Regions from separate parts of the Mus musculus genome. Here all the other regions are linked to region 1. The links are chromatin contacts, called in public HiChIP or PLAC-seq and promoter capture Hi-C maps. All regions are on one chromosome and are shown on one strand. The core of a region is the stretch at or near the end of the contact, and the rest is flanking DNA. Distances in the headings are between cores, read along the strand shown. Region 1 holds the start of Vangl2 (VANGL planar cell polarity 2). Region 2 holds the start of Itln1 (intelectin 1 (galactofuranose binding)). Region 3 holds the start of Cfap45 (cilia and flagella associated protein 45). Region 4 holds the start of Cd244a (CD244 molecule A). Region 5 holds the start of Ly9 (lymphocyte antigen 9). Region 6 overlaps Slamf7 (SLAM family member 7). Region 7 holds the start of Slamf7 (SLAM family member 7).

The links. Promoter capture Hi-C pulls out the DNA fragments that hold promoters and counts their contacts. HiChIP or PLAC-seq counts read pairs in DNA pulled down with a chosen protein or histone mark.
Region 2: a promoter capture Hi-C map of the HPC-7 cell line shows a contact between it and region 1. The contact joins the promoter of Itln1 here to the promoter of Vangl2 in region 1. A contact is called at or near these places in 4 of 39 promoter capture datasets (the HPC-7 cell line, cranial neural crest, hematopoietic stem and progenitor cells and 1 more), 1 of 484 Hi-C or Micro-C datasets (bone marrow-derived macrophages), 2 of 115 datasets of contacts at active chromatin or transcription factors (both in embryonic stem cells) and 1 of 9 other capture datasets (liver).
Region 3: a promoter capture Hi-C map of embryonic stem cells shows a contact between it and region 1, with 4 times the contacts expected there. The contact joins the promoter of Cfap45 here to the promoter of Vangl2 in region 1. A contact is called at or near these places in 4 of 39 promoter capture datasets (the C10 cell line, the HPC-7 cell line, embryonic stem cells and 1 more), 2 of 484 Hi-C or Micro-C datasets (both in embryonic stem cells) and 1 of 9 other capture datasets (pancreatic islet).
Region 4: a contact with region 1 is called in a promoter capture Hi-C map of pre-B cells, with 2.5 times the contacts expected there. The contact joins the promoter of Cd244a here to the promoter of Vangl2 in region 1. A contact is called at or near these places in 12 of 39 promoter capture datasets (3T3-L1-derived adipocytes, the C10 cell line, the HPC-7 cell line and 8 more), 4 of 115 datasets of contacts at active chromatin or transcription factors (embryonic stem cells and stem cell-derived neural progenitor cells) and 2 of 9 other capture datasets (adipose tissue and liver).
Region 5: a contact with region 1 is called in an H3K4me3 HiChIP or PLAC-seq map of stem cell-derived neural progenitor cells, with 3 times the contacts expected there. The contact joins the promoter of Ly9 here to the promoter of Vangl2 in region 1. A contact is called at or near these places in 4 of 39 promoter capture datasets (the C10 cell line, the HPC-7 cell line, HPC-7-derived erythroid cells and 1 more), 1 of 15 datasets of contacts at CTCF or cohesin (large pre-B cells), 4 of 115 datasets of contacts at active chromatin or transcription factors (the 230-238 cell line, embryonic stem cells, large pre-B cells and 1 more) and 1 of 9 other capture datasets (liver).
Region 6: a contact with region 1 is called in a promoter capture Hi-C map of the HPC-7 cell line. The contact joins the enhancer-like site here to the promoter of Vangl2 in region 1. A contact is called at or near these places in 3 of 39 promoter capture datasets (the C10 cell line, the HPC-7 cell line, HPC-7-derived erythroid cells and 1 more), 5 of 115 datasets of contacts at active chromatin or transcription factors (the 230-238 cell line, bone marrow-derived macrophages, large pre-B cells and 2 more) and 1 of 9 other capture datasets (liver).
Region 7: a contact with region 1 is called in a promoter capture Hi-C map of the HPC-7 cell line. The contact joins the promoter of Slamf7 here to the promoter of Vangl2 in region 1. A contact is called at or near these places in 5 of 39 promoter capture datasets (the C10 cell line, the HPC-7 cell line, HPC-7-derived erythroid cells and 2 more), 3 of 115 datasets of contacts at active chromatin or transcription factors (the 230-238 cell line, bone marrow-derived macrophages and large pre-B cells) and 2 of 9 other capture datasets (embryonic stem cells and liver).

Annotation. Positions count from the first base shown.
Region 1 is chr1:172,025,419-172,029,208 of GRCm38.p6, reverse strand. Vangl2 (VANGL planar cell polarity 2) reads left to right here and starts at 1,914. Exons shown (of 8, transcript NM_033509.4): 1 at 1,914-2,211.
Region 2 is chr1:171,533,645-171,537,434 of GRCm38.p6, reverse strand. It overlaps Itln1 (intelectin 1 (galactofuranose binding)), which reads left to right and starts at 2,141. Exons shown (of 8, transcript NM_010584.3): 1 at 2,141-2,214; 2 at 2,618-2,681. The coding sequence starts at 2,624.
Region 3 is chr1:172,519,101-172,522,890 of GRCm38.p6, reverse strand. It overlaps Cfap45 (cilia and flagella associated protein 45), which reads right to left and starts at 1,761. Exons shown (of 12, transcript NM_027972.1): 1 at 1,710-1,761. The coding sequence starts at 1,712.
Region 4 is chr1:171,557,239-171,561,028 of GRCm38.p6, reverse strand. Cd244a (CD244 molecule A) reads right to left here and starts at 1,836. Exons shown (of 9, transcript NM_018729.2): 1 at 1,644-1,836. The coding sequence starts at 1,704. Gm35200 (a long non-coding RNA gene) reads left to right here. Exons shown (of 5, transcript XR_373705.3): 3 at 2,584-3,790.
Region 5 is chr1:171,605,519-171,609,308 of GRCm38.p6, reverse strand. It overlaps Ly9 (lymphocyte antigen 9), which reads left to right and starts at 1,899. Exons shown (of 10, transcript NM_008534.3): 1 at 1,899-2,109. The coding sequence starts at 1,986.
Region 6 is chr1:171,629,794-171,633,583 of GRCm38.p6, reverse strand. Slamf7 (SLAM family member 7) reads left to right here. Exons shown (of 8, transcript NM_144539.5): 8 at 1-1,181. Among named protein-coding and RNA genes, the nearest start is that of Mir7683, 10 kb to the left of the region's middle. Within about 2 kb of position 1,938, at least 83 of the 459 cell types and tissues checked have an H3K27ac peak or open chromatin away from gene starts, as enhancers often do. A contact at or near this core is called in the 230-238 cell line, the HPC-7 cell line, bone marrow-derived macrophages and 2 more, where this site is marked.
Region 7 is chr1:171,650,981-171,654,770 of GRCm38.p6, reverse strand. It overlaps Slamf7 (SLAM family member 7), which reads left to right and starts at 1,734. Exons shown (of 8, transcript NM_144539.5): 1 at 1,734-2,114.

The DNA of each region.
Region 1 (3,790 bases), core at 665-3,164:
TATTCCCGTTTCACACTTAACAGACATCAATCCTGAAGTCTCCCGTACGTACGTTCGTGACATCTTGACTTACATCTCAAACTTCAGCTGGGGCCCGCTCTACAAAGTCATTTGTAATTCTGACGTCAGAAACTCATTTCCAATTCTTTGGGGCCTGTCTCCGGGTCTGGGAAACAAGCTGGCAGAATGTGAATATAATTTACACTAAACATAAAAGAGATCCTGCCCGCAACGTAATGTGGCAGTTCTAACACTGTCAAGTTATAGACTAGTGCTCAACACTGGAGGTGTGCTTTGGACAGGTAAGGGGACTCTGAGGTCTTTCTGTCTCCTTTTACTGTCTTCCACTGTTCTGCTCTTTCCTTGCATTCCTGGTGTGGTTACAGGACCCCCAGAGCAGTCCAGTGCCTGGCACATGACAGACGTAGGTGAAGGAAGGTCATTGTGTTTGCAGAGACTGTGGTACTTGAAACTATGACTGTATTTCATTCACGTCGTCTTAACGCTAAGTTCTTTGCTAATATGCGGGAACAGTGGCTGGAGAGAAACAAGGGTTTGGGCAGAGCTGAAGGGAAGCAGCGTTTGTTTAGCTTCTTCACCTTTGAACAGCCATATGCGGACAAAGACAATCTGTCCTCATTTGGGGACTGGTTCGAATGTATAACAGAGATGTGCCTGAGTTTTAGGGAAGACTCCATTAGAGAAAGGAACAGAGACTGGGAGTCGCCTTCTCTGGGATTTCTTAATCACAGGGTTGGGAGGGGCAGGTATCAGAATTGGAAGGTGGAGATGGTGGGGGTGTGGAAACGTGTTCGAAGATGCTTTTGAAGCGGCACTGTTCTAGGTAAGTGGCAGGTTACAAGGTAAATAGTACTAGCAGCAATGTAATAATGTAATAATACTTTTGCTTTCATTCACTCCGAGGGCAACCTGGCCTTCCCACAGCTACTTTATGGTGGGCTCGTCCCTGTTGGGTTCCTAGGCACTTTAGCAACTCTAACTGGTTTGTTTCTTAGTGTGCTCTGAACTGGAAATGCCCTAAATGTGCCAGATATTTTATTCTAGCCTACATTCCCTGGGTCCTACCTGCAAAGCTAAATTAGCCAAAAGTTTTGGAGTTCCGCATCCACCCGGGTTTTTTTTTTTTTTTCCTCTCTCTCTAGGCTTCCTGGGAGAAGGCCCCCCTCTCCTCTGGTGCCCCAAGTCGCGGGCCCTCGTCTTCTCCCCCTCCCCCTCTCCCCTAGGGCAGGATTCCCTTTGTAATTAATCCCAACACTCAAACCAGAGGGGAGGAAAACGTGTTAATGAGTGAGCGTCCCAGTCTGACTAGGCGGTCTTCGCTCACAGCTAGAACACCGAGTAATTAAATTATTTTTGGAAGAAGGAGGGGTATGGTGTCAGGGAAATACCGTATACATGGGAGAGGGGCCTGTCTCTTGTCACTAATTAATATCAGGGATGACCCTTTTCGCAGTTCTAGGCCGGAGGGGACCAATCTTCCCCACGTCTCAGATTCCACTGGAGTTTGTGAGACCAGGTTTGTGGTTCTAAAGAAGAGAATATGGCCAACATCAGGGCCTAGGGGAAAGGTTTTCAATCGGGGGTCGAAGAAGACAGCTCCAAGAGGGGCTGCGGGCTGGACCAAAGCCAAGAGCCGAGGCAGCTTCGAGCACACCTTCCTGGCCAGGTCTGGAAGCCAGGAGCGGATTCCCAGGATCCAGAGGGCGCAGGGCATGGCCAGGCGCAGGGCTGGGGGTGCCGCGACTCGGGGAAGAGCCGGGCCGCAGACAATGGACGCAGCAGCGGGAGGGGCGGCGGCTGCGGGAACAGCCGGGAGGCGGCACCTGGGAGCTCTCTCCCCGCCCCCTGCCCCCTTCTGGTCCCCTCCCCCTCTGGTCCCCTCCCCCTCCGCCGCCGGCTCCAGATCTGATTCCTGATCCCCGATTGCTTGGTTCTGGGTCCCGCCATGGGAGCCTGAGTGCCCTGCAGTCCCCTCCGGCCCCCTGCCCCCGGGGCCTCGAGGGGGAAACAGGCGAGTGGTCTGGGACGGAGCCGGGGTGAGCGACCTCAGGAGCCCCCCTCGTCAACCCCCATCGCCCGCGCTGCCGGTTCTGGAGCGCGGAGTTCGGAAAGACCGGGTGCGCTGCGGATACAAAGGCGCGGAGCGGAGTGGGGCGTGCGCCCAGTCCACCGGGCTGTTCGCAGTGGCGGGTGAGTGGCGGGCCGCGGGGGCGCGGGCAAAGTTTGCGGAAAAAAAAAAGGAAAGAAAGAAAGAAAGCAACAGAAAAAAGAAGGAAACCATGCAAAAGACCAGGGAGCGCCCGGCCCTGGAGAAAGCAGGATGGCTTCTGGGGGAAGGGGGGCTTGAGGCACCCCCTTCCGGTCTGTCCTCCACTGCACAGCGGAGTAACCCCAACTTTGGGGAGGGGAAGGGGCGTATGGGGAAGGGGCGGAGCCCAGGCCTTAAGAGCCGGGGACTTTCCTGGGCCGGGGGGCCCAGGGCGGGCGCCTGAACGATCCCAAGGGAACCCATTGAAGCCGGGGATTGGGTAGCGTGTGTTGGAGGTGGTGGGAGAGGCCGTGGAAGGATCGGAGGCTGGAGGTATTGGAAGCTGAAGGTATGTAGGGATGCATACACACCTTTGGAGTGTGGGGAGGAAGGGGCAGGTATGTGTTTAGGGGGTAGAGTGGATCCTTGAGAGATGGCCCCGCACAGCAGTGTGTGTGTGTAGCCCAAGGATGGGACTTGCGGCGATACTGGTGAATGTGTGTTGGGGTGTGTGTGGGGAACCAACGACATCATATTTGTCCCTTGTCCTATTTACTCATCGAAGGTCCTAAGCACTGCATTAGTGAGTTTTAAAGGGTTGGTTGGGGGATCAGTATGCATGATTCTTTGTTTTGTGTGTGTATGTGTGTGTGTGTGTGTGTGTGTGTGTGTGTGTGTGTGTGCATATACGCTTTGACGTACTGCGTGTTCCTGCAGGTGGGCCCTGGGTTTGGATGTGTAGATGTTTCTCTCTCTCTCTCTCTCTCTCTCTCTCTCTCTCTCTCTCTCTCTCTCTCTGTGTGTGTGTGAGAGAGAGAGAGAGAGAGAGAGAGCTGACCACACACATCTGCTGTGTATTTGGGTATGTATTTGTGTGTATACTCAAGGGAAGGGGTGTGTGTCTGTGTGTGTATGTGCTGAGAGAGGGGCTTATGGGAAAGAGATGGGCAGGTATTAGAGAAGGTGGGTTTATAAAAGCTGAATGGGTGGTAGGCATATATGGGGTAGGTGTGTATGCACCTGTGTGGTGGGAAGGGGTGTGAGTGTGTGTGTGTGAATCTGTGCTCTTGTGAGTAACCTGTACTGATGGATAGCTGTGGATATGTGCTCGTCTTTGCTAGTGTGTATTTTGAGTGTGTATTGGGGGTACCTCTTGTCTCTGCAGGCAGATTTTCCTGGCAGAAAGCCCACAGGGAAGGCTGTCTGCAGGATTTGAATGGCCCTGCCTAGATTCAAGGGTAGTGTCTTGAGTGTGTGAGACCCCTGTGAGGATTGTGCATTGGGGGGGGGGTAGTGAGTAGTGAGTTGTCTTAGGTGATGTTTATTTGGGGAGATGGACTTTTCTGGGAGCTGGTGTGTGTTGTGGGGGCTGGGGAGGTGGAGGAGCCCAGTCGTCTTAAAGGAATTTTGGGGTTCAGGAGTCAAGGACATAATAGTGGCCTTCCTCGCTGTCACAGGCTGGGCTTTAGTGCCCTTTGAGGCCATACGCTTGGCTTCTCTGACCCAGTTACTCTCTTTGAG
Region 2 (3,790 bases), core at 892-3,391, 490 kb after region 1:
TGAGTGAGGTAACACATTCACAAAGGAACTCACACAATATGTACTCACTGATAAGTGGATATTAGCCCAAAACCTAGGATACCCAAGATATAAGATACAATTTCCTAAACACATGAAACTCAAAAAAAATGAAGACTGAAGTGTGGACACTATGCCCCTCCTTAGAAGTGGGAACAAAACACCCTTGGAAGGAGTTACAGAGACAAAGTTTGGAGCTGAGATGAAAGGATGGACCATGTAGAGACTGCCATATCCAGGGATCCACCCCATAATCAGCATCCAAACGCTGACACCATTGCATACACTAGCAAGATTTTATCGAAAGGACCCAGATGTAGCTGTCTCTTATGAGACTATGCCGGGGCCTAGCAAACACAGAAGTGGATGCTCACAGTCAGCTAATGGATGGATCACAGGGCTCCCAATGGAGGAGCTAGAGAAAGTACCCAAGGAGCTAAAGGGATCTGCAACCCTATAGGTGGAACAACATTATGAAGTAACCAGTACCCCGGAGCTCTTGACTCTAGCTGCATATGTATCAAAAGATGGCCTAGTCGACCATCACTGGAAAGAGAGGTCCATTGGACACGCAAACTTTATATGCCCCAGTACAGAGGAATTCCAGGGCCAAAAAGGGGGAGTGGGTGGGTAGGGGAGTGGGGGTGGGTGGCTATGGGGGACTTTTGGTATAGCATTGGAAATGTAAATGAGCTAAATACCTAATAAAAAATGGAAAAGAAAAAAAAAGGTGGAAAATGATTGAAGAAGATAGCCCATGCCAGCCTTTGGTCACTAAGTGTGTGGATACATATGCACTCAGGAACAAGTGGACACAACCCATAGGCACAAATTCATTAATTAAAAAAAAAATGACCTTTTCTTTTGTAAAAACTCAAATAAGAAACTTTCAAAACCCAATAAAGGTTATTTATAACAAAATATGCAACATGGGGTAGAGAGATGGTTCAGTCCTTAAGAACTGGAATTCGGTTCCTAACATCCTTTTCAGCTGTCTTACACCTGCCTGTAACCCCAGCTTGTTGGGATGTGATAGCTTCTGGACTTTGGGGTACCTGCACATACATGCACATAATCTTACATACATACATGCATGTATACATGCATGCATAACCTTAAAATAAATCTTAAAAATAAATAAAAACCATTATATTTACCTGCACAGCACTGAAATATTTCCTTGTATGATGAGAAAGGATGTCATTTCCTTCTGCTATTCAACATGGTACTGGAGACATTTACGAGGTGATACTTGTAACAGGAGAGAAAGAAAGGCTTAGGGATTGATAAGGAAGAAACAATAGTTATTGTTTTCCTATAAGATATCTGTTGTATAGGAAATCTGAAATTACCTGCAGATAATGAACAACAGAATATTTTTGCTAGCTATAAAGTCTATAGGAAAACCGGTGTGTTTCTCCATGTGCACGCATCAAACAATATGAAACTGAAATTTAAAAAGGAGCCAGGCAGTTGCAGTGCATGCCTTTAATCTCAGCACTTAGGAAGCAGAGGCAGTCAGATCTCTGTGAGTTCAAGGCCAGCCTGGTCTACAGAATGAGTTCCAGGACATCCAGGGCTACACAGAGAAACCCTGTCTTGGAAAAGTAGTCCTCCGTGCTCTGACTCTCCATGGCACACCCATTGTGATTGTGCTAACAGGTAGGCTGAACCCGAGTTCTAAAGCTGTTTTGCTGTTCCTCTGGCATGGTTCCAGACAGTGGACTACATGAGACCCAATCTCAAAACCCACCACCACCACCACCACCACCACCAGCAGCACTGGCAAATATTTCCTTTTCCTATGAATGACCACCACCACCACCAGCACTCGCAAATATTTCCTTTTCCTATGAATGATGATTATGGTAGATGTTAGGATTTTTTTAAGAGAAATATATAATTTACAGGAAAGATACAAGCTGAAAACTAACACCCAACATCACCTCTTAGAATATGGAACAATATGGGTAGACCACACTGAATATTTGTCTTTTAGGGCCCACTAATCTCAGAATTACCCTGTAATAAGATGCTGTATCTACATAGGGCATCTTGCCAAGAGGAAAGTTTGTGCCTCACTGGGCTTTCCCCATAAAAGGACCAAAGTCTCACACATGCAGGAGCCTCAGCAGAGAAAGGTTCCTGCCATTACTCAGCTAGCAACTCTCAGCTCCTGCCTGGTGCAGAGGGAAGGTGACTGCTGTTTGTGGAATATGGAGGTGGGGGTAGTGGTGTGAGAGAATTTTGGCTCAAGTCACAGGTAAATCCAGAAGGTACTGAGTTTAAAACCACAAAGGGGCCGGGCGTGCTGGCGCACGCCTTTAGTCCCAGCACTCGGGAGGCAGAGGCAGGCGGATTTCTGAGTTCGAGGCCAGCCTGGTCTACAAAGTGAGGTCCAGGACAGCCAGGGCTATACAGAGAAACCCTGTCTCGAAAAACCAAAAGAAAAAAATAAAAATAAAAATAAAAATAATAAAAAAAAATAAAATAAAAACCACAAAGGGACCTTTGAGTAGTTGAAGGAGAAGCTAGGAGCTGAGACAGGAATAATGGGAAAATGTCAGAATAAAGTGACTTTCATCTTGCTTTTCTCTAGACCACCATGACCCAACTGGGATTCCTGCTGTTTATCATGGTTGCTACCAGAGGTTGCAGTGCAGGTGAGTCTTGCCTCAGGTACCCACTTTTGAAGTCACCTCTAGCTTTAGAGGCAAACCACACTAGACTGGGCTGCTCCCAGGATCTGGGTCTCTGAGGCCCAGAAATCATGCTCACCAACAATAGGATATGTCTGTGTAGCCCTGGATGTCCTAGAACTCATTCTGTGGACAGGGCTGGCTTCAAACTGAGAGATCTGCCTGCCTCAGCCTCTTGTGTGGTGCTGGACTTAAAGACATCGCAGACCAGCTGATCATGCCTTTTAAATTTTCTTTTAAATTAAAAACAATTGTATTAATTTTCCACTCATTTTATCATCCCTTCCAGCCCTTCCCAACTACGCCAAACCCCTACTCTCAGCAAAGTATGCCTCTTTTCCTTAATTGTGGATATATACTCTATATTCCTGAACATACAAATACAACCATCCCCATTGAGATGATGCCTTTGAGATGTAGGGTGGGTGCTTAATGCCTCTGGAAGAAACCGTCCTGAGGCAGTGAGATTGAGACCCTGAGTCCTGGTCCAGTCTCTGTGCCTGTCTGTGGCTCATGGGAAACATCTACAAAACTGTGTCTTTTCCCTGTCAGTTAGCAAGCTTAGCAAGAATTGTGTTCTGTCCCAATCACTCCTCAAGCTTAGGACTGTAGCTTTAGGGTTTCAGAGCCAAAATCATGGTCTAGTTTGTGCCCAGACAACATTTTCTTCAGGCCTACTCTCTACAAGAACTCAGTGGTATTTTACAAATGTATAATTCATCTTCACTACTTTTTTAGTATTTTTAAGGAAAAAGGCAAGTCCTCAAATGCTGTCTTATCTTCACAGGATAGTCTTGTGAAGTCTTTCTCAGCTTGACGTTAGGCACCAGGGAATACGGTGACTACAGCCCAGAAGGACTTGACTTGTGAACGTGGAGATTTACCCCAGAGTACTTCTGACCCCAAAGTCTGTTTCTGCCCTTCTAGGACTTTGAAGAGTCCAGGCTATTTTGCAAAGCTCTTCCTTCTATGGTCTCTTGGTCAAGTCTCTGCACTGCAGACCTCAGTACCCATGCTTCAGGCTCATTAGGCATTTCTTCTACCTGCAAAGCTGGACTTCACTTTACTCGGGA
Region 3 (3,790 bases), core at 512-3,011, 490 kb before region 1:
CACAGTATTTATATACATAACTATTTCTAGTTGAGAACAAAGTATCTGTATATGACAGGATCTAGGGGATTTGGCTTAAACTCAAGCAAGACAAGGCAAGCCGGGACTGGAATAGGTCGGTGTGGAGTTTCCCTGACGTAAGTACACCACCACCTGTCAAGGGAACAAAGACAAAGGCTGCTCATTCTTAGACGTTCCTTCCCACTCAGATCCAGTTCCTCTTTCGCACACAGAGTCAACACAGGCTGACAAAGTCCGGCTTCAGATTCTTGGCCTGGGAGTACTTCCCACTCCACAGACTTGGCTATGGGAAAGGAGGGATTCCCTCACATCAGGTCTCTTGCCTCTCGCTATGAGTGATCCACCTGGTTGTCCTCTTTCTTTAAATGGACCAGGCTGCCCACCTGTGACATATCCCGGTAACTTGACACCAGGGTTGAAGATGAGCCTCCAGCCTCTCCCTCCATAGGATCTATTGATCCTTTTCTTTGGGGGAGTTCTGGAAGCTTGTCTATGAGCCTCCCTGCTGCCACCACCTCTCATCCCTCCATGCTCTCAAACAAAAAGCTGTGATTAGCACTATACACACACTCCTGGCTTGCTGGTGATTACTCAAACCCACTGCCCCCTGACATGTCTGTATGCCCATTCCTATCCAAAGGAAAATTCCAGTAAGTTAGGGTCAGTAAGTTTGGCAAACTCTTGTCCTGAGTGGTCTCTGGGTGGGAATCTCTGGGCTTGGGAGAGATTAGCATTCCCTTGAATGCTAGGGAAAAAGGCACCTTTAACACAGGACAGAAGAACTTACCTCTAACACTTGTCCTTTGGTACCAGGCATAGTGTCAGGTCATATCTCTCTCTCTCTCTCTCTCTCTCACACACACACACACACACACACACACACACACACACACACTGCTGTGCTGAGGGAAGACAGTTAAGTAAAATGTACAGCCAAAAGGGACCCCCATCCCTGCACGCCAGGGAGTCCTCAGAAGTTCGGAACCCAGCTTCTTCTGAAACCCACTAAATCCCGTAAGAGCAAGACAGACACTGAGACTAAAGGAGGCCTACCAAGACAACCCAGATATCCACCTCAGCCACCCAAGTGGCCAGCCATTTCAAGTAAGTTCCAGTAACCACACGCCCCGACACCTGTCCGCAGACTCCCCTAACACTTCAGAGCCAACACAGGCTCCTGCGAGGCCCTGCTGGTCTTCACAGTCTATGACCATGACCATCCGCCGCCATCCAAAGAATATCAGGACTGGCAGACTTATCCCAATCATTCCCCCAGGAATTCCCTGCCTCATTCATTCATTCATTCATTCATTCATTCATTCATTCATTCATTCACTAATGCTTATGATGTGCCCAAATCATTCCCACGCAGTGAGAACAGAGGCTCTTCTGAAACATTAGGTGCCTTTCCCATGATCACCCTGCTGGTTATGGTCTTCTAACGGGTGCTCTTCTCAACATCTCACGTCACAGCCCAAGAGGACTCAGCTCAAGAGGATGGGGGAGAAGGTGCAGCACATCCCCCATTCAACCCTACCAGTCTTTTGAGACTTCCTTTCCAGCCGTCGTCCCGTCCTCACTCCCAGAACTTCCTGTCTTCCCCAGACTCTTAGAGAAAGCTCCACCTTTCCCTCTCAGAGCCCCAAACCACTTCAGGACTCAAGAACTACAGCTACCCAGACCCTCACCATCGTTGCGGCCGCTTCAGCTGCAGGCACCTCCACCGGCTCCGCCGGAGCTGACGCGTTACCATAGCAACCCAAGAACTAGCACTCAGCGATTTAGACCCGCCCTCGCCCCGCCCAATTCCTGGAGCAGTCACGAGGTAGTTTAGAAGCAGGAACCCCTCCCTCAACCTTTTCCCGCCCTAGAGTAGCTGGAACCAGGCTCTTGAAGGTTGCGCCCTTTGGATACGCCCATCATGTCCACTTTGGCTTTTAACCCAGTTCAAGCCAGGTTCAGACTTTAAAGGGTCTACTTTCCATGGGTCCCGGAGGGCTCAACTATCAAGACCCCAAGAGCTAAGCCGAGGATCCTGGTTTTACCCTCACAGACCCTTCCACCCTAGGTTACCATGGTTACCGCTACCGGGTTCCGGGAGGATTCAAACCAAACCTGATGAGAGTTCAGGCTGCTGAGAGGCAAGCAGCATTAAACCAAACACATTCCACAGTAGGAAGGAGTCTGACTAGACCAAAGAACACTTCTAGCCCTGAAGATGCGTATGCGGTCTCACAAGCTTAGATCTGAGGGACTTAACTGAAAATACAAGGAGTCTAAGACAGGAAGTTCAAAACCAACCTGGGCAGCTTAGCAATGTATTTCACTAAATAAATAAACAAACTCAAAATGTAAGTCCTACCCTAAACAAAGTCAAAATCCATGGCAGGAAGTTAGGGGAACCTGGCTTTTAACACGTCTCCTGGGAATAATTTCAGGATTTAAGATTTTTCACAGTTTCACCTTGGTCCCTTGTACCTTAGTAAGATCTACAGGACAGGGCTGAGCAGTCCTTGAATCCTGCACATCCCACACCCCACAAAACCTCCTACCAACCAGGGATTGCTTTTCTTTCTCAGATGTTTATTTTCTGAGCTCTTGGTCTCTCCAGACCCCCAAGTCTCCCTCCAAACTTGTCTTAGAGAACCTTACTCCAACCTAAGTGTGGAAAACTGTTGACAAACCCTAGTAGTAGGTAGTAGAGGAAGGGAGACAATCTTCTGCCACCACCGCCACCACCGCCACCACCACCGATTATTCTGCTGCCATCGCTGCTGCTTAATCCAAAAAGCTGTGCAGCTCATTTCCAGGATTCCTCAACTCTTATCTCCTTGGGAATCCAATTACTAGCCACACCTCTCTTAGGCAGTTATTAGCCCCCACACCAAACAGCAAAGTAAGGCCAAAAAGAGGGCACTGCAAAACAAAGGATGTGTTCTTCCTGCCACACCGCAGGAACAGTTAAAGGCAGGGAGAGGAGGGTGACAAGTGAGCCATCAGGAAATCGATCCCCAGTGTTCTGCCTGAAGGTATCTCCCAGTTAGGAGTGCCTCGTTCCAGGCTGCTGTTTGGTGTGAGCCACTGTGAGGCTCATAGCAAAGCCCTGAGCAATATGTCTGCTTAGTCATGTATTTGTGCAATGTAAGTTGATTTAAAGAAACATTTATTCTGGATTTAGTGATACATGCTGGTGTGGTTTCCATCACTCGCGCACTCGCACATACAGTTATGACTCTTCCAGGCTAGGAAAACTTCCTGAAACTCTCCTTACACCAGGCGACTAAATCAACTCATCGGACATCCAGGCGGCAACCTATCAGCCATTTTCTCCATATAGTTGGGCTGTGGTATCTGCTGCCTAACGGATCTGGAAATGGAGGGAAAATGCGGTTGGGAATGAACAAAGCCAGAAGCCAGTCTGTGAAAAAGTATTCCCCTAACTGCTGGTGCTGTAAAGCTGTAAGTGGACGTGGGGAGATGATTCATTGGATAAAATACTGTCCACGCAAGCCAGAAGACCAGAGTTCGGAACCCACAAGCCCACATAAATGCCTGATGGGTGGGGCAGATATGACAGTCCCTCCAGTGATTCCCTAGAAACAGAGTCAAGGTCAAGGTCCCAGAGCAGTCTGGCTTCCTAGATTAATGGAATCAGCAAGCTCTGGGTTCAGGTGAGAGATCTTGCTTCAGTGTGTAAGGTAGAGAACAATTGAAAGAGGAACCCAGCACCAACCCCAGTCTCCACATGCATGCATGCACATCATGCAAT
Region 4 (3,790 bases), core at 587-3,086, 470 kb after region 1:
CTGGAAGATTTTCATGGGTATAATCTGGGTGTGGGATGTAGTTTAGTTAGTAGGGCCCTTGCCTCCCATGACCAAAGCTCGGTCTTATACGACAGCCTAGAATATGAGAGATTCTATCTTTAAAAACAAAAAATTGACCTCAGCTCAACTGTTTCCTTGCTAAATTTTGCCTAGTTCTCATAATATAGAAAAGTCATTGTAAATATGATAATTAATTCATGACTGGCTCTGCTATAGGGGTTGCATGCAAAATGTCAAAGAAGTTATCAAGCCATGGCTTTGGCCTTTTGCTTTGTGGGCTCTACATCATTGCAATTTCATTTCCTGTTCACAGGCACACAGAACAAAATGCCAGTTGCCTTGTGACAACTTGAAATCCCATGTACTAGATGGCTCAAACATTCCTGAAACAGTTTGACAACACCCACTAAGAATATAGACACTTAGACCCCATGATGTGACCTTGAAGGTGTATTGCTGTGTGACAGAAAGGCTCATGGCACTACTGTAAAACCATTTTAAAGATCAGGTGCTCACCCTCAAGAGAGTGAGCAGAGGATGGTGTAAGCCTGGGATGGAGTTGTCTTATCTCACCCAGATGCATGGCATGCAGGGACTGGAAACTCCCATCAAAGAGATAAGATACATAGACAAACGTCATAGAAGTGTCAAGTAAAAGAAGTCAGGAACCCATACCATGGGATGCCACGTACATCCAGGCAAAACTAATCTGTGAGATTTGGAGTGAGAATATTGCTTATGTTTATGGGAAAGACAGTAGACAATGAGTGGACATAAACGCACGATTGTCCCAAAGTCATCAGAAAAGTGACTCACTGACACGTACACTGATATGCAGATATCACACTTTAGTAAGAAAGGTTTGTCATCATCATCTGGCTGCCCCTGGGGTGACTTCTACTGAACCAGAGTCTCTTTGAGTCCTGAGCCAAAATCTCTTCCTCAGGAAGAGATTCCTCCATTCATGCCTCATTTGAGAGGAGGTAAGGTGACCAGAAGCTGAATGCAAATGAGTTGGGCCTGCTAGAGGGACTCCCGGGGTCCCCTCCAGCACAGTGACAACTAGAAAACAGTCCCTGAGAAATGCAAGGCTCAACCCAACCCACCCAAAGTGGAGCAGTCTCTGTGCTGACTCGTGAGACCCTGCCTGTCCTACCTTCTTTTCTCTACCTTACCTCACCCAGACCCAAAGCATCCAGGGACTCCTCACAACTCCCAGACCATCCTTTTCTTCAGAATGGACACGAATTCTGTGGGGAAGGTGACAATGACAAGGTGGTGTTTGTGTGAAACTGTGTCGGAATGAAGGAAAAAGCTATGGCTGGTGATGAATCCACTCCCAGAGCGAGAAAAGGGAAAGCTAATGCACACATTGCTCCAGAGAAGGCTTGTACACACATCGCTCCAGTTTTCCACAGTTTTCATACAGACTAAACTCCACCCACTTTACAATAGCCCTAAGGACCTGGACCACCTTCTCTAACCTCTCCTCTGGCTTTCTGTGTTCCAGGTGACTATCGAAATGGCATAATCAGAGGCTCTAACTTCTGATCTCCCTCACACACTCAGGCACCCATGGGTGTATGCCAGGCCCCATCCCACACCAACACAAAAATCCTTACCTTGGCCCTGATGAGCCCTGAGGAGCAGAAAGGTTGTGAACAGGACAGCTTGCCCCAACATCACCACAGGACAGAGCAGACTACGGGGGCCCTGTCTTCTCCAGGTGCTCAGATGTCAATAGGCTCGCAGCTAACTGTCAGCAGGACACAGCAGAACTACCTCACTGCCTGTCCAGCCACAATTTCCTCAACTGAAGGCTGTTCACTTCTGCTGTGCACTGACAAGGCTACCGAGAAAGCCTCAGTCCCTCCACGTGGGTTCCCACAAGCTAAGATGCCTCCAGTGGGTGGGTACTCAGAGTGCACAGTGACTCACAAAAAACCAGTTGCAAAATCCCAGCCCTTGGTCCTCCTCAGCCTGGTGCTGAATTCTTAGTGGCTCCCACAGGGTGGGAAAGAAAACCAACAGTCATTATTCCAGGCTGCCCCAAACCAGCATACACCGTGGAAGCAGAAGTCTGAAGGAACTTAGGGGTAGGGTGGCCTGAGAAGAAGAACCCTGAGTAAGTAGGTACTAACGTGGAAGAGGAAGAGCATATGGGGTGATTAAGGAAGAGACATAACATTTAGACTTGCTGGGAAAAATCTCATGAGCCCAGGAAGTCTGATCTCAAATGTTCAACATATGCAAACTGTGTTCCTCCTTTCACCCCTCCACAACCAAAGGATGTGAAACGCTTTGTGGTGCTCACCCCCTTCCGTGGCTGGATTCATCCTGTAGAAGAGCAGGCAGCAGAGATCCTTTGAACTCCAAGGAGGGGTGGAGTCAGTGGTACCCACCCCACCCCACCCCGAACCCCACTCCCTCAGGACCCTTTACTTCAAGGCCATATCCAGAAGCCAGGCCTCTTGCTCTTTTCCTCTTCTTTTCCCCTTAGCAACAAACACGTGTGGTTCTCCCAAGCCCATCCTCTCATTCCATTCTTTGATCTGTTTCTAGCCCGACCAACACTGAGCAAGAGCGGCCTTTATAGGACAGGTGGCTGCCAGTGGTGGCAAGCAACGGATGCTCTGGACCAGACAGACAGTCAATTTGGAGTCAAAGACCTGGACTTGAACTCCAGCTCATCAACTTGCAACCTGTGTAGTGCTGACCAAATTGCTTTCTGAGTCCTCACAGTCAACAGCAGTTGGGTAAGCGAGATGGCTCAGTGGGTTAAGGTGCTCATCATCAGGCCTGCCAGCCGGAGCATAATCGCCAGAATCCTCCTGATGAAGAGGGAGGATGGACTCCACCCCTGACTTCCACACATGCCCAAGTGAACACACACACACACACACACACACACACACACACACACACACACACACACACACAAACACAAATCTATGATCTTCCCCCTGAAGGTAAGCAATACATGGAAATGGAAACTTGGCTTCCCTTCAAGATAGTTTTCAGCACCAAATTAATAGCTATCCTTGAGAGCTTGAATAGAAAGCTCTGGAATATACTGGTGTGAAAATGCCATAATAAGTGCTGGAGAGATGGCTTAAGAGCACTGACTGCTCTTCTGAAGTTCCTGAGTTCAGTTCCCAGCAACCACATAGTGGCTCACAACCATCTGTTATTGTATCTGATTACCCTCTTCTGCTGTGTCTGAAGAGAGCAATAGAGTACTCATATACATAAAATAAATAAATAAATTTAAAAAAAAGAAAAAAGAAAGTGCTATAATAAAACCCCTTACTTTGTATGGTAATCTTTTTGTTTATTTTTATTTCATTGCATTGGTGTTCTGCCTACATTTATGTCTGTGTGAAGGCATCAGATCTCCTGGCACTGAAAATTACAGACCAGCTGCCCTTGGGTGCTGGGAGTTGAACCAGGGTTCTCTGGAACAGTAGTCAGTACTCTAAATTGCTGAACAATCTCTCCAGCCCAAAGAGATTTTTGGTTTTATTTTTTATTTGTTATTGTTTTTGTTTTTAAGACAGGGTTACTTTATAACTCTGCCTGTCCTTGAATTATCTCTGTGGACTAGGCTGGCCTTGAACTCAGAGATCTGTCTATCTATGCCTTCTGAGAGCTAGGATCAAACATTCTGATTTGTTTGTTTGTTTATTATTTATTATTGACATAAAAGATCAATAAATAAATGAATCTGAATGTTTGTGCCCACCCTTCTAGTTCATATCTTAAAATGTAA
Region 5 (3,790 bases), core at 650-3,149, 420 kb after region 1:
AATATGTCAGACTCCTAGGGGTGAACCAAATACTAGTGTTCTGCTAGAGGAATATAGCAATAAAATGACTCCTAACAGTGTTCTGTCATGGTTATAGATCAGTGCCTTATTCAGTCATCTTCAGAGAAGCTTCCTCCTGCAGAAGATGGGAACAAACACAGAGACCCACAGCCAAGCAATGTGTCGAGAGCAAGACAGCAGAAAACACTCAGCTCAAATTCGGTTGTCTTCATCCAATCCCTCTCCTCAGGACTCAGGCAACCCTGCAGAAGAAGAGGAGGCAGAGGAAGGCTTTGGAAACCCTTCTCCCAGCTTCCCTACCCATGGCTGTCTTAGACCTAACCAGGGGAAAATCCCCAGTGTGAGCCATAGAGAAGGAACACTACCCCCCAAAAGAACTTCCTGGAGCCTTTTCACGGATTCAAGGAACATCTAGAGCAATAGGCACTGCTGGTGTGGAATAATGGTGGAGGGAAGTTAAAGCTGGATCAAGCCAGATGTACCCAGTAAGCTGATTTCTCCATTGGACATTGATCAATTGATTGATTTACGAAATCTCTGTTGTTTGATTGGAAAACTCAAGAAAGGGTGACTTCACTGGGTATAAGTCATCTCACCCATCTCATACAGGCTAAGAGTCAAAAATCTCAACACAGCTCATGAAGCCACTTGTAAGATGGCCTGCAAAGGATTTATGTTCCCCTTTCTGAGAAAATACCACAACCAAGATTCTTAAGACAATTAATGAATCATGCTTACAGTCAAAATACAATGTTGACCTCTGTGCCACCCACACACAGAGGGAATTCCCTTGAGTCTTGTGGTCTATGTTCTTATCTTGTCAATATTCCTTTCTTATCTGGAAACCGACACAATGAAAGTTACACACCACCTCATAATCTCATCTACAAAAGGAAAATGTTTTATATAAAATATGCATACCAGAATATTTTTACTTACTCTTTAACCCCATGTATAGCCTGTATGGTTCAAACAATGTAACTCCAAAATCCACAAAATCAGATATGTATAGTTACTGCCAAGGTACTGAGGTACACATCACCCTGGATTCCATCTCTCTTAGAGTGCACATTCTTTTCTCATTTAAACTAACTTTGCTTCTGACTGACTTGTCCTGAAATTCTTTTCTGCATCATAAATCAAAATCCCTGTGCATAGGGCAGAGATATTCAGCCACATTTCTTGAGGCACTATTAACAATAACCAACTTAGGGACTCAGCCTAGATGTTCATCAATAGAGGAAAAATGACGTATACGAACAAAACAGCATTTTTCTTCAATTATAAAGAAAATGAGACATTCAAGAAAATCAACAGAACTAGAGATCATTATATTGAGGGAAATATTCCAGGTTCAGAAAGATATTCATAATTTCTTTCCTATGTAGAACCTACATTATATATATATATATATCATATACATACACACACACACACACACACACACACACATGACATGAATTAGAGGAAGGAGAGAAGAAAATGGGGGAATTGGAAATGGGAAAGAAAGAGATGGAAGCCACAGCCTTTCTCTTGTCCTGTATTCAGAAGTGACATATCACTAGCTCTGTCACATCTATTCACTATAAGAAGCCACTAATCTCAGCCTGAATCCAAGAAGAGGACAGTAATGTCCAGAAGTGAGGATACTTAGTAGACATCTTTAGATTCATGGTTAGAGCTCATCTTTGATACTGAAACAAGTGAAGCCCAGCACTGGTTTACAATTTCCTTGCAGGATCTGGATGTGCTTGGGACCTCTCCCTCAGTCTGAGCAGATGCAGGAGTCTGTCGTGCTCAATATAAACAGCTCTTCCTGGGACACACATGCACACATGCACACACTCACACACACACACGCCACAAACCGTGCACCACAAACCACGCATGCGCGTGCACTCACATACTTCAGGAAGTTGTGGTAAGTGCATCTCCTTTAATTTGAAATCTGGAAGTACACCATCATGGCGGATCTAAAGAGATATTGGTGTGACTGGGCTCTAGGTCCACTCTCTGAAAATCCAAGAATGAGTCAGCAGCAGATATTTTCTCCCATTCTTTGGATTCCTCTCCTCTTCCTACTCATGGGTAAGTTCTGCTTGCTACACGCGGTCTCTGAGGTTGGGCTTCTGCCCGGAAGATAGATTCTTGTGGTAAAATCAGGAAATTACCTTCCTTAGGTAAGTACTCTGCAACTATACTTTATTTTGAGAACTGTACATATGTAAGAGTATGTATGCAGTGTGTGTGTGTGTGTGTGTGTGTGTGTGTGTGAGAGAGAGAGAGAGAGAGAGAGAGAGAGAGAGAGAGAGAGAGAGAGAGAGAGAGAGAGAGAGAGAGAACAAACACATTGAATCACCATGAGGAGGTAATATTCTAGCCCAGTCTCAAACCATGTTTCCTTCATACTCACTGTCTCCGGTTTGTTTTCTGTGTAATGTATACAAATTCACAGAGCAATCAGAGCAAACCCTTCTGATGACAAGCCACCTTGCAGCCTCCGGGGGCACAAACACTGTTAGATTTTCTTTCTACTTCCTGTCTTAATTCTTGTATCCCCTGGACCATAGAAGCTTCATATGCCCAGGTGACCCTAGACAACGTGACTCCTCCTCCTCCTCCTCCTCCTCCTCCTCCTCCTCCTCCTCCTCCTCCTCCTCCTCCTCCTTCTCCTCCTCCTTCTCCTCCTTCTCCTTCTCCTTCTTCTCTTCCTTTCCCTTTAGGCTACAGCTACACTTCTTTTTTTTTTAAGATTTATTTATTTATTTTATGATATGACTACACCACCATTGCTCTCTTCAGACACACCAGAAGAGGGCATCAAAACCCGTTACAGATGGTTGTGAGCCACCATGTGGTTGCTGGGAATTGAACTCAGGACCTCTGGAACAGCAGTGCTCTTAACCACCGAGCCATCTCTCCAGCCCTACAGCTACACTTCTTTGTCTTCTTTTTATCTTATAATTTTTGCACCCAGAATTCTTGAAGTAGCCAGGATTCAGATCTTGTCTGATTTGATCTAAATTCCTAGAGTACTCTACAAAGCCTCAGGAGCCCTGGAATCGGGGGATCTAGACTGGGGTCATGCAACAGATACCGCAGAGTCTTCATAGGAAAATGAGTTGTGTTGACCAAACACCTGAGCTCTTAAAAGCTTTGATAACAATATTTATCAGAAATATGGACTGTACTTAAAACCAAAACAAAGCAAAACAAATGATACCATCTCTGCCCAACCCCAAGCTTGACATGACTAAGCCAAAGACAGTCTGGGATCTCCTAGATGATGGAAGGTAGGCTGATAAAGACATTTTCAAGCTTGAAAACAGTGAGAGAGTCATGCTTAGCACAGTGGCATGGAACAGTCCCTCGGAAATAACTGTTATTTCTCTAGACTCTTAGTGACAGCTTTCCCCCCATGCTGAGCATCTAGGTTCTACCAGGGAGTGACTTTATTTATTCTATCACTCACCTAGCCATCTCTCCACTCCTCTAAGCATCGTCCTATTCATCTTATTTTTAAAGAGATGATGTCATTTGCTTTTCTAGCTCTTTACAGTTTGCAACAACCTGCTTTCATTGAAGTTTTATCAGAATATCCCTTGTACATGACGTAGCTCTGATGAATCTATCAGTCTTACAGATCAATATGCTGACTCTCAGAAAACTTCAGAAATTCACCCAGTCATAGCCTGAGTAATTTCCCAATTAGAAAAGAAGTTTAGAAGAAACGGTTTATGGATTACTATAGCTACTTTCATGGAAGAGA
Region 6 (3,790 bases), core at 689-3,188, 400 kb after region 1:
GTAAGCCTGCATAAAACTATGAAGGCAAAGCCTAACTTGCAGTTTAGACTCCAGGATGCTGGAGCTGCCTAAAACATAAAGGATGCTGGAGCTGCCCAGAACATAAAGCATCTACTAAGAAAATTTTCAGGCACTGAAAACACCCGAGAAAGAGGCCACGTGTGGTTTTGGTTGGAAGGTCATGGAAACAGGCCTCCTCAAACCCATTGGAACATACATGATGATACCATGTACCCAAGATGCCAGATACGGAGCTTCAAGGCTTATACCTCTCTGCTGAGTTTTCTCCTATCTTTGGCTCTTTCTTTGCCACGCCCCATCCCTCCCTTTTGGAATGTGAATGTTTCCTCTGCCATTGTGCATTGAAAGTATGTGAGTTTTCTATTTTTTAAGAGCTCACAACTAGGACTTTGCCTTACATCTCATAAAAGACATTGGACATTGAACTGTTATGGCTAGGGACTCTTGAAGTTAGATGGAATGTGTTTTGCATTGTGTGATGACCGTAGGCATATTGAGCCAAGACCTGTGAGCCAAGACGGGAGTGTTATGGATTGAGTCGAAAAGATTCAAGGTTGCGGGCTTGTGTGGTTCAACACTTGGTGTTATTTAAGGGTGCTGTAGACCCTATAGAAGATAGAGTCTGTCTGCAGACGGTGAGTCTCCAGGAGGCAGGCCTAGAAAGTGACAGTCACTCCTGGCTCTGGGCAAGCCTTCTGCTCCACCTCAGGCAGAATCCTGTCCACCATGTTATGAAGAAGCAGACATTGCAAACTCCCTCCAACACAGGCCAAGCCCCTAAAGCCGCCATGCCTCTGATGACAATGGATTATAACCTCTAGAACTCAAAATCGAAAGCAGGCCCTTCCCCTGTAAGTTGCTCCTGCCAGGATTTTGGCAGTGTGGTAGCTGATACCACTTCCTTCCAGAATAAGCTATTCTCAGCCTCTTTGGACTCTGAGGTTCATCGTCCAATTGCTGAGAACTCTCCTCAAACCCAGAATCTGTATTCCTTTCTGCCAGTGTGACTGAATCTGTCAGTTAGCCCAGAGAAAATGACTGGGAGATGCCTGAAATTGCTCCAAATAAGTCTATTAATTTATTAATGGAACCAGCAGCTATGAGCCAGGTGCTGTGTTACACTTTCATGGATTGTTGCAATACACTCACTCTTGCTTGATATCTCATGAACCACTTTATAGGGCGCCACAGAAATACTAACTACGGAGTCCCAGAAGGGTATGTAGGTACCAATGGCCAAAATGCACAAGGACAGAAAATCCAAACATACACCTATGTTTGTCTGGTACCATTTGAGGTCCTTTAAAGCAGATGATGGAGGACAAGGACCCCTCATCTGGACTTCAACTATACCTACATGCTCCAAGGGAACCGTGTACGCCCTGAGCCTACAGAGGAGTCCATCTTTAAAAATAGAGAAATAGCCTGCATACAAATTTTTGATCTAGTCTAAGACCTAGCATCACAGATAGAGTCTGGGGTTTGATGGCTTGAAAACCTTTACAGTTGTGTTTGTTTGTTTGTTTGTTTGTTCCCAATGAGTCTTTATTGAGAACCTCTACTAGGTTAGTCTTCTAGGTAAAACAGACATATATCCTCCCCCAAAAAATCTTATTTTCTTTTTCTAGTGTCATGGAAGAGACATGGGAACAGGTAGAGTAAGGGTGTGTGTGTGTGTGTGTGTGTGTGTGTGTGTGTGTGTGTGTGTGTGTGTGTGTGTATTTGATGTGCTCCCAGAACAAGAACTACATGTCTTCATGAGAATGCTGAAAGGGAACTAAGGTTCCAGGGTTGAGGGATATGAAATCAAGGAGACAAATCTATGTTTAAAAGAGAAGAAGCCAAGATGCTGTCTTGAGCTGATGGGAGGGGAAGTGAAAGCTAAAAATAGGATGTATTCCCCAACACGTGGCAACTCTGTCATAACCACAAAGAGCTGAGCTAGGCTTTGCCCAGAGCTGCCTAGGCATCTGTCCAAGGCACAGTTGTGAATGCTACTAAGCACTGTGTGCTAATTACTGTGTTTATTACTTTACTTTTATGAATAAATAAAATATTATTTAAATAAAATCAGTACGTATTAAGGAAGGGTTCCCTGAAATTCTCTCAAAGGTGAGAGGTAAGGCGCAGAGCAGCATCTGAAGAGAACTATTTACAGTATGGCCGGAAGAAGCCAGGGCTTCACATTGGTCCAGGTGGTTGTGAGTTTTATCTGTAGTTTAGTCTGTAGTTTTATCTCCATGACCCACGTCCTCTGTATTGATCATTTTAAAGGCACTGCAGAATTCGCATACAGAAAACATGTGTTGTGTTGCTATTTGCAGTAGACACACTCTGGAGACTGCCTAAAAGTGAGGTGGGAAATGAGGGTTACGTGAGCGCAGGCTTTAAGAGCACAGGCTTTAAGAATGCAGGGCAGAGTGCCAGAGAGGCAGCTCAGCAGTTAAAAGGACTGGCTGGTTTTCCAAAGGACTCAGGCTTAATCCCCAGCACTGAGGAGGTGGCTCACAACCATCTGTAACTCCAGTTCCAGGGCATCTGGTGCCCTCCTTTGGTTTCCATGGGCACCAGGCATGTACACGGTACATACATATACATACCAATAAAATGTCTATACACATAAAATAATGTAATTAAGCTAAATTTTTTAAACACAGGTTCTATAGTCAGGTGTGGGGGATCTATGCCTATAATCCCAGCACTGAAAGGCGAGCCACAAATTTGAGGTCAGCATGGACTGTATAGGAAGACGCTGTCAATATTATTATTATTATTATTATTATTAATTGTTGGTTTTATGCATTTACTTTTTGTGAAAATTAAAATTAATTTATGGTAGAACTTGCTTATAATCTTAGCCAGAAGGACCATCTAGGTCCATCTAGAATTATTTGAGGTCCATCTAGACTATATAAGACCTTATCTTTAAAAAAAAAAAAAGCCAGGTGGTGGTGGCACACACCTTTAATCCCAGCACTTGGGAGGCAGAGGCAGGCAGATTTCTGAGTTCAAGTCTGGTCTACAGAGTGAGTTCCAGGACAGCCAGAACTACACAGAGAAACCCTGTCTAAAAAAAAAGAAAGAAAGAAAGGAAGGAAGAAAGAAGAGAGGGAGGGAGGGAGGGAGGGAGGGAGGGAGGGAAGGACACGTCATACATTTGTGTAAAGCTAGAAAATGTCATGGCATCACAAGTGGAAAAGGTAACACGCAGAACTGAATGCGCTCCATGAGTACCACTGCACTGAAAGACATGCCTTGCAAGAAACCCAAGCAGCCCAAGCACGGTGTGAACTGAGTGTCGTCGTGTGTGGCTGTAATGGCTGCACTCCACAGGTGTTGGCAAAAAGGTCAGAAACTCAAGACTCCTGTGTTAACAAGCCGAGGGGGGGGGAGTGGGCTGGTGAGATAGATGAGACACTGTTCCTAAATAAATAAAAAGGAGAGGAAGAGGGAGAGAAGCCAATTCTCTTCTCTGCCCTTCAGTTAATATGAAGTATATTTAAAATAAATCTATGTGTATGAAACAAATGAAAGAAAATACATCAAAACTATTAAGACTGGTTGCTGGAGAGAGTACAAGTTTGTCTCTTACGTGTGTGTACGTGTGTGTACGTGTGTGTGTGTGTGTGTATGTGTGTGTGTGTGTTCATTTTCCAAATGCTTTTCAATTTAAGAAAATGTTCACTGTATAGCAGAATGGAAGACATTTTAAATAGATTTGTGGTGAGAGCAAAAGAGCTGGCGTCTGCTAAGAGGAGGTGAAGGGGAA
Region 7 (3,790 bases), core at 485-2,984, 370 kb after region 1:
TGACTCTAACAGCAATTTCCTGGGATGGAGAAGATGCTTCAGGTGAAATAGGAGGCTCAAGGTGAGAAAGCAAGAGTTGACGTGGTGCATTCGAAGCTTCAGATGCCTGCTAAACCTCTCCATGCAGATGCTGACGGATGGCTGCATACGCAAGCTTTGAGCTCAGGAAAAACAGGTGGAAAACTGAATATATCCCATCAAAGGACCCAGTAGGACGGCCTAAGCTACTGAGATAACAAAATTGCTAAGTTTAAGACTTAGTCTAGAAATGTTTCACTCTTTATGGGTAAGAGATTCATGCCAAAGAACGAAAGAGAATACGACAGAATAGGATCTTACGGAGAAGACAGAGTGCTGGCCAGGACTGCTGTTTTGAGGTTAGTTCTCAAGGGCAGGTCTCTCTCTCTCTCTCTCTCTCTCTCTCTCTCTCTCTCTCTTCTCTCTCTGTCTGCTCTCTCTCGATTTATTTATTTATTTTATGTATGTGAGTACACCATAGCTGTCTTCAGCCGCACCAGAAGAGAGCATCAGAACTCATTACAGATGGTTGTGAGTCACCATGTGGTTGCTGGGAATTGAACTCAGGACCTCTGGAAGAGCAGCCAGTGCTCTTAACCGATGAGCCATGTCTCCAGCCCCAGGTTTTCCTTTCTTACTCTTTCTTTTTCAATCTCTGTCCACGGAATCCTTAGGGGACACCTCAGGACTTTTCAGTGACCTAATTTGACTTCATCTGGGCCTCTTTCCCTTTCATAATTCTCTCCATATTACACAAAAGATCTTGGTCTGGTCATTTACAGGAACAAGGAAAGCTATGAGCTGAGTGACCCAAACCCCTTCTGGGTCAATTTATATGATTAGGCTCTTCCACCTCTCCATTCTGTTTGGCAAGAATTTCAGGAATCAAAATTACAATGTTTTCTAATAACTATTATTTCTATCATTGCCCACATCTGTATAATGTGTTACAAAAGCAAGCAATACTCATTAATGTCTATGATAGGATATAGTATGACAGGAATTGTTGTCACTGATGTGGGTTATTGTCCTGGCTTTGCTAAGGAAATGTTTGCTAATAGGATGTACTTAGAAAAAAATACACCTCTGGCTCTTAATTGAACTAGGTCAAGATGAACAAATAACTGTCTATGAGCCATGTTGGAAAGATATATAGGCAGGCTTTTGAAAGATGGTAGATAACACACAGGCGTGACCTGATGAATCTCTGGAAAATACACTGAGCAAAGTTGGTAAAAGTCATCAGAAGAGGTGGGAAATAGTTAAAAAAAAACCGAAAAACCAAAAAAACAAAAAACACCTCTCCACTTTGATAAAAGTTGAACAGAGGAAATCCCAGTCTGTCCCAGATAGACTGGAGGGTTTATGGAGCCTTTGAGGAGAGAAAGAGGAGAGAAGGGAGGGAGAGAGAGAGAGAGAGAGGAGAGAAGGGAGAGAGAGAGAGAGAGAGAGAGAGAGAGAGAGAGAGAGAGAGAGAGAGCGAGAGAGCAGGAGAACCTACACTATACTCTCAGTAACGGGCATCTTTGTTTTCTATTCTTTTTTTAAAGAGATTGTTCGTTGACAGTTTCCTCACAAATATGGTGAGTTTTAGTCACTTTCACACCTGTTACTCTCCCATCCATCCTCCTCTGATTGGACTCTGCTCCCTAACAGTCATACCTGGCTTCACATCGCTTGGCGTGTGTGTGTGTGTGTGTGTGTGTGTGATCCACAGAATCTAATTATGGTTACCTACATGAGCACTAGTGGGCGGTTATTAGAGCATCTGCTATTTGTTGGTGGTAACAACATCAAAGACCACGACACTCCTTCCCCCAGAAACCGTTAACTGCCAATAGTCCCTTGGGGAGGGGAGGGCTCCATGAGCCTCACTCCTACCCATGATGAAATGTTGAAGGCCCAAGCCTGGCAGAGCTTCTGCAGCAAACCATGAAATGTGTCATGATGGGAAGATGTCATTTCACAGCACACCTCCTTGTCTCCTAGCTCCTACATTCTTTCCACCCCTTCTTCCACAGTGTTTCCTGAGCCCTGATACAGACGCCTTGCTTAAAGCTGAGTACTCCATCACTGATTCTCCGGACTTTGACCAGGTATGAGTCTCTGAACTAACCACTGCCCACAGTGGCATCTCTGAGCAAGGCTGAAAGTAGTGCTAACTTGTGGGTATAAACATGAGTGCTTAGAAGGCAATTTAACAGTATGTCCATTTAGCAAAGCAACAGTAACGGGTTCCCCCTGAGAGGTCCTGAAGCACCCAGCCACAGGTTCTGGACTAAGTTTATAGTATCAAACATGGGTTCTTTCTGGCTGGCCTCAAATCCAATCAGAAAGTAACTGGCTATTCCGACATAATCACACCACTATGGTACCAATGGGGACATGGTGTCAGGTAGGTCAGGATTGTACCTTCAAAGGTAAGACTATTCGTGACTCTTCTCCCCCAGCGGCCTGCATAGCGCCTTGCAGAGCTGTGAAAGCTAGCCAGCAGGGAGGAGACCTCCAGTTCAGTTCCAGCTTGATTTCTCTGTGTTCTGTATCCAAAGTATGTGCTTGGTCTCTTTAGCAATGGGGTCTTACCATCAAATTCTGGTGGGCAACCAAGAGCAGTGGTGATAGCCTGTCCTGTTTTGGGAGCCTCTGGGCCTCCCTGAACCTCCCTGACAGACAACTGGCAAGATGTTGTCCACCTGACATTGGTATTTCCATTCAATTCTGGCCACCCATACAGGGTAACCTTGTTTAAATTCTAATTATTACATTTTAAATACATTTATGAAATACTAAGTTTCCAATCTTTCCTTTTGGTTTTCCCCCATCTGCCACTCCCTTCCACCACCACCACCACCATACCCACCACCCCCATTTAGACCATTCCAGCCCAGTCTCCCAGCTTCTACTTTCATATCACACTTGTGATTGAGATATTAAAAAAGGGGGGGGCGAAGGGAGGGAAGAAAGAGAGATACCAATAAAACTAAAGACTCCAACTGAGTCAGAAGTTTGAGAGTCTAAGACCAGCCATAAAGTTCATTTTTAGGACATAGAAGCAAGCGCCACCTGACTATCAGCAAAATACCTTAGACTGTAGGGAAGAAATCTTGGACAGAACCCTGTGCAGTTTGGGGGACAAAGATCCAGCCAGGTTCCAAGTGACCCAGCAAAAACTGGAAAGGACCCACCAGGGGGCACTTCCCACGATGAGGCCAGCATGTGTGACCCAGCCTCACAAGGAACCATTCAGGGGTTAACAGGCATTTGGGACCGCAGGAAGGACCACCAAGACACTTGAGACTAGAAGGGCTGGACTTCATTCACACTCAAGCCATGCCCCCTTCACCAGACAGTGCTGTCCTACTGTGAGCTCTCTCTTGCACTTACTGTCAGTTTTACTCTCTTCCCTCCTCCTTCTCTCTATTCTTTAATTCTCAATTTCCTTTCCATTGGCTTCCCAACGAGCATAGGTTAGCCCAGTTTGCAGGGTCTCCGTGGCCTCGGCTTCTGAGACCTAGGATTCATTGTATTACTTGACCTCTCTCTCTCTTTCATTCTACCCTTAGCCAAAACTGCCTTGTTCTCCATGCCCATCTCTGTCCATATTGTTCCCTCACAAATCACTCTGCTCTTGTCCCTCCTATTCCTACCCACAAGTGATATTGATATTCCTATCTTAGTGATTTGATCTATTCATATTTGTTTACTCCTCACAATGAGCAGCGATTAAAGGGTGGTCATTTGTTACATGGCCATTACTATACGTTCCTTGTGG